2 separate regions of the Gasterosteus aculeatus genome follow, and region 1 is linked to region 2. The links are chromatin contacts, called in public Hi-C maps. All regions are on one chromosome and are shown on one strand. The core of a region is the stretch at or near the end of the contact, and the rest is flanking DNA. Distances in the headings are between cores, read along the strand shown. Region 1 holds the start of sptb (spectrin, beta, erythrocytic). Region 2 overlaps snap23.1 (synaptosome associated protein 23.1).

Region 1 (2,700 bases), core at 158-2,657, 42 kb after region 2:
AGCGTCTCTTCTGCTCTCCGTTATTCCAGAGGCCAGCAGACCCGTCTCATCGAGCACGGAATAAGCACATTATTATTATTATTATTACATTAGGTGCTTGACGAGAGAAAAGCAGAGGAAATCCTGATGCCGGGCCGAGGCTCCAATAAGTGGTGAAATATAAGTGGATCCTTTGAAGTAGTATTCACATTTTGTATTGGAAAGGGAAATATGCCTTTTGTGGTTTTAACTCCACTACATCCATTGGACAGATTTTGTTACTTCACAGATTGTAATTCTACAAAAATAAATGACCGGCATTTAAAGTATGAAAAACTGTTACTGATTAAAATATCAAATAAAACATCCACCAGATCAGTAATAATAGCAAAGGTAACAGCAAATAGTGTTAATAATAATCATCCAACAAAGTAATAGTAGTGTAACCTTTTTCTGAATATAGAACTTTAAAGTAGGTACTAATTGTGTACTTTTACTTTGAAGGACGTATGTGTATACTATAGTAGTACATTCTATAGTGCAGCACTCACACTTGTACTGGAATAAAGTAAATAAATACTTTCTCCACTGAGGGTCAGAGGAAAACCTTTGGCGAGCGCACTTTTGCACGCCGGGACATGCGCCGTGACGTCACAGTGCGCATTTTCCAACGAGCGACTTCACGCAAAAAGATGACAATCTGATAACCCCCGAAACGAAGTTCTACTCGAGTTAAAAAGGAGCCGTTTTAATAGCAGAGCGCGTCATTTAAAACATAATTAAGTGTGAACGCGTTTGGGAAACGGGGCGGCCCGGACCAACAGGTGCACCGGAGGAGACTTTTTAAGTGCACCGCAAACAGCAGAACAGCGGCCAACGGAACGAGCCCCCGTCCGGTGACCGCCGACGGGAACCATTTGGCCAAAGATTAATCATTTCAATTAACAAACAACTAACTCGGCTTTCACTTTACACTTACTTGCTTCTGGTTGATGTCCCGTCCGAAAGTGTTTACCTTGAGCCTTCTCCCTGCCAACTAACCAATTAGAATCCCATGGAAGCAGCCGGGAGGGGGTCGAGGTTCGATCTCCACAGCGCGAGGCGGACACGGTGCTGCGCGGGCGCGAGGGGGCGGTGGGGGGACGGGGGTGGGGGACGGCTGTACGGACCAGGGGAGAGGGGCTACGGTCATTCCCGGCAGCCACAGACTGACCCACCCTGCCGGGTTAAAAATAAAGCGGGCGCATACATGATCCGCGCGCGCGAGGGGACGGACATTCCTGACAAGAGCGGCTGACTCTTGAGTGCCAGAGACACTTGTGGCGCGTTGTGTGCCCCCCTAATCACACACAGAACACCCACCGGGACCCTGCTGGTGGTAACAAATGCAACTCAATACCTGCGTGTGTGTGTGTGTGTGTGTGTGTGTGCGTGCGCGTGCGTAAACGTTATCAGGCGCGCCACTCGCAGAGAAAGTGAGGCCCGCGCGCGGAGGGAGACCCTCACGTTCTATCAGCGTCACCAGAGTCCACACACACGTCAGAACATCTGAAAGGAGAAATATAAAATGAATTAAGTACATTTAGTAAAGCTATTTTTAACCCGTTATTTTATGCTGCATCACACCGCTGTTCTTCTGCAACTTATGAGGAAATAGTGTATTTTTTGTGACTGATTTGACTTACTTTCCAGAATACGGTGTTTCTTTAAAAGAAACACAGGCCAACACATTCTGAAATACATATTGTTTGGATCCTTGTATTGGTGTCGGAGTTGTAAACAGTTCCCCCATAAAATATACACACACGTATGAATAAAATAATTTGGTCCATTATTAGATTTTTACATGAAACTATGTTATGGTGGATTATAGGGACAAAAAAAGCTACATTATAAAAAAAGGGGCACATAGTTAGAATGAGTGGTTGGATATTTTTTAAGTTTAGATCCCAAAATAACAAATAATGTTGGTCAAAAGAAGACAATGACGTTTTGAAGACGTTTTGAAGAATAAACGGAAAAATGGAAAAAGAAGATTGAAATCTGAGTATTCACTGTCACTTTTTGGTACTTGGCAGTTTTCGATACAGTGAATCTTTAATGCTGATGTCAATCTGTCTGGAGAACAGAAGCTCAATACTCTCTGAAGTCTACTTAGTCTAATTGCAAATGATTTAAGGAAGATTTAAGATTCCCAGGCACTGCAGATGCTTAAAGACCGTGCTGGCAGCAGGCCACACAAACAGGGGATTAAAAAATGCATAAAACAACAAATCACTTTAAAAATGTTTTGTATTTGTATAAAACGGCCAAACACACGGGCAACATAACATCTTATAAGATTCAGGAAGCAAGTTGTTTATAATAAGATACACTTACAACACATCATCAAAACATAAATAACAAAGCTTTTTACAAAATGAAATGAACACGTACAAATATATAGACATTTAAAAAAGAACTCTGTATAAAACAATTGTTTTATGTTCCTTCACTCACTGTCTTCAGTATTTGTGTCTTTTACCTCTTTGGATCTTTAATCACAATCTGATTGCTGCCAAAACAGTTGTGGACCTTCAACTACTGTAAATAATATGGCTTCATCTCAGGACGCGGCCGAGCTCAGTCCTGCCTTTGATCACCGCTGCATAGCTTCAACACTGAACGTCACAAACAAATCACTTTTTAATAAGTAACATTAATAAAACAGCACTGCTCGTA
Region 2 (2,823 bases), core at 108-2,607:
TTTCTCATTTGCTACCTTGTGAAGAAATAGATTGAATGTCCTCCGGCCGAATAAGCAGCTATAGTGAGCAGTCTGTTATCGTGGCTGTATGGGGGGAAACTGGCGTGAGCGGCTAGCTGCGTTCTGTCTCCGGTCCATCTGATCCTCCCATCAGCGTCTCCTAAAGCTCACTAATTAACACGTACGGACACCGTGATCCATTCTACGTTCAGTTTCTCAGTGTGCTATTCTTATGGGGAAATAGTCATTTTAGCCACAACCACATTGAAGGCTGCACATGTTGGGTCACCCATTAACACGTCGAAAAAATAACACGCATGCAATTGTGGGGTTTGTTTAAATATATGCAGGATCACTGAAGGAGCAGTGGGTGGCTAATGAGATTTGTTGGGTGTGCAGGTGATTATTATGCTAAGCATTAATAGGATGCGTCTGAGGCTTTAACTTAATTTAGCCTGACACACCCCCCCCCCCTCCCCTCAGCTATACCAAAGCATTTTATTATTAAGGAGATAATTGTTTCATCAGCATCCAGGGCACGATACGTCCATCTGATTCAAATGGACTTATTCCTGCTAAGCTGGTAGCTTTGCACCTCCCCTTCCTGTCATCTTGACTGTACCAGTTGTCTGTGTTTTTCTTTTTTTTTTTAACGTGTTTATCCATTTGAGCTTTCTGACTTAACCTGCATTTTCTCTTCTTTCTTCCTTTTTTACTGCTGCCTGGTCGGCTGAAGCTCATAGAAGGGACGGGCGTGCATGGGCGGGTCCTTCTGCTAATGTTTCCCAACACTTTGGCTTCTGGGTAACCACTCGCAGCACGCTTTTCTATGTATCTGGGTAACATCTGAATTTGTTACGATAAGATTGTTTTCAGGAAGTCGTATCACAAGCGCTGTCATTCATTTGGAGGCTGGTGTCCATGTCCGGTAGTTCAGGTGGCTTCTCCTTTATCTCCACTAACTGTACCTCCATTTAAGCCATCCCAAACAAATGATAAAAATACCACTAGTCTGTATCCCAAAGACCTGTCACGGCACCACAATCTGGAAGATTTGGCTGCGTCAGCGATTTCGGGCTTAATTAGGCAAGTTTCAGTGGGCACAGAGTGTTCATCCGCCCAAGCGATGTTCTGACCAAGACAACAAAAACATGGCTGAGCTCAACGCGTCCCGCTCGCCAATTCCATGTTTGTCTGGTTCTCAACTCGCTGATTTAATGTGTTCAGAGCAAACACAGCAGAGGGAGCGGATGAGGAATCGGGTCCCCGCTCTCTCTTGTTAGCAGCTAATCGGGGACGGTAACAATGGAGTCGTGCCCTGAGTCACTTCCGCGCTTTGCTCCTCTTCTCTGCGCCAGCTATTAATAGAGACACAAAGGCCCAACTCACCTGAACGGGCTGCATTCCTGTGTGTGAGTGTGTGTGTGTGTGTGTGTGTGTGTGTTTTAACTTTTTGTGTCAGTTTAGTCCAAGAAAACCGTAGCTGTGTCCTAAATCCATACTGCGTAATCACAGAGGGTTTTAATATGCACGTTCAAGAACAGGTAATACTCCCCATTGCAAGGCATTAATAAAGAATATTTTCTTCTGGTTTGGTTCCCATAAAAATAACTAGTGATTTAATTATTTGTCCAAATAGTTCGATTCATTTGCCGTCAGTCAGTCAATGGATGAGTTTTCTAAACGCGGCTCACAACTCTTATTTAACGATTCATTGGTTGGTCCACAATGTCAGAAAATACAAAAAAATGCAGTACAAAAACATCTAAAAGGGCAGGTTTTATATTCGTGATGCCTGGTTTTGTTCAGTCAATATCTTAGAAACTAGCGGATATTAAAAGTCATTAACAATCTGGATCTTGTGTAGAGTCTTGAACAAATCATTTAAGCTTTAGAGCTGAAACAATGAGCCGATCGTGAAATACATTTACTTCAACAATTAAACAATGTATGTTGATGATAAAGCATTCCCTTGTCCTCCACTTTGGGTTTGCCGTCATATATATTCTTGGGTTTATTCGATTGGAAACTACTCTGGTCACTGAAATCAAATTACTCAATGTTTAATTAGTGGTCTCATCAAATTCATTTAGTTGTATCCACGATGGGTGGTGGGGGGTGGAGGGGGCACTGCAAGGAAGTGATGTACAAATGTTCCACTGCCATCCTGACATTTCATTGCAGATTAAACCCGGGTGCCATTTAATTACATTAATTAAGCCTTAGATATGCTGGTGCTCAGGTATTGCCGACGCACTAAATGGGATGAGGGCCATTGCTGATGCTACGTGCCATAATGGCTGACGTGAAAAGGGCCAACTGATGTAATTTTGATTACTTGTTGGATCCAGCACTTTGCTCGCTTTGAATCAGACGGTTTCTTCATTATTCTTTTCTGCCTTTTTATGTGAGCTGCATAAGCCATAATCACTGCAAACCGTGGAGACCACATTGAAATGTACTATTCTGTTATTCTTTCCAAAAGCCGTTTTTGAGAGGACCGAATCCTCCCTAGTTCAGTGTGTTGTACAAAGTGAGCACTGATGCTCTCTGGGTTTTGATGTCCACAAACGTCAAACCAGCAGTGACTTAAAAATGGATGAATCTATGTGTTGTTTTGGTTATTGCCATTTTTATTTATTTTACTTCCATGTTTTTATTCGCCAACGCCTGTTGTTGTTTCTTCTGTACAGTCGCTGGAAAGCACACGGAGGATGCTGCAAATGGCAGAAGAGGTGAGACTTTGACAATTTGTACCGATACAAAATAATCTGCAGTTGTGTTTGAGGAAAGTCATAATACCACCTGGACGGTTTTGCTTAA

Evidence for each region. A called contact is a pair of places that touch in the nucleus more often than the background predicts.
Region 1: a contact with region 2 is called in a Hi-C map of skeletal muscle, with 3 times the contacts expected there. The contact joins the promoter of sptb here to the enhancer-like site in region 2. A contact is called at or near these places in 2 of 6 Hi-C or Micro-C datasets (both in skeletal muscle).

Annotation. Positions count from the first base shown.
Region 1 is chr15:11,733,100-11,735,799 of fGasAcu3.hap1.1, forward strand. sptb (spectrin, beta, erythrocytic) reads right to left here and starts at 1,408. Exons shown (of 37, transcript XM_040200513.2): 1 at 959-1,408. stard9 (StAR-related lipid transfer (START) domain containing 9) reads right to left here. Exons shown (of 32, transcript XM_078089661.1): 32 at 2,254-2,700.
Region 2 is chr15:11,691,269-11,694,091 of fGasAcu3.hap1.1, forward strand. It overlaps snap23.1 (synaptosome associated protein 23.1), which reads left to right. Exons shown (of 8, transcript XM_040200515.2): 3 at 2,694-2,735. Among protein-coding and RNA genes, the nearest start is that of snap23.1, 5.5 kb to the left of the region's middle. Within about 2 kb of position 1,358, at least 3 of the 9 cell types and tissues checked have open chromatin away from gene starts, as enhancers often do.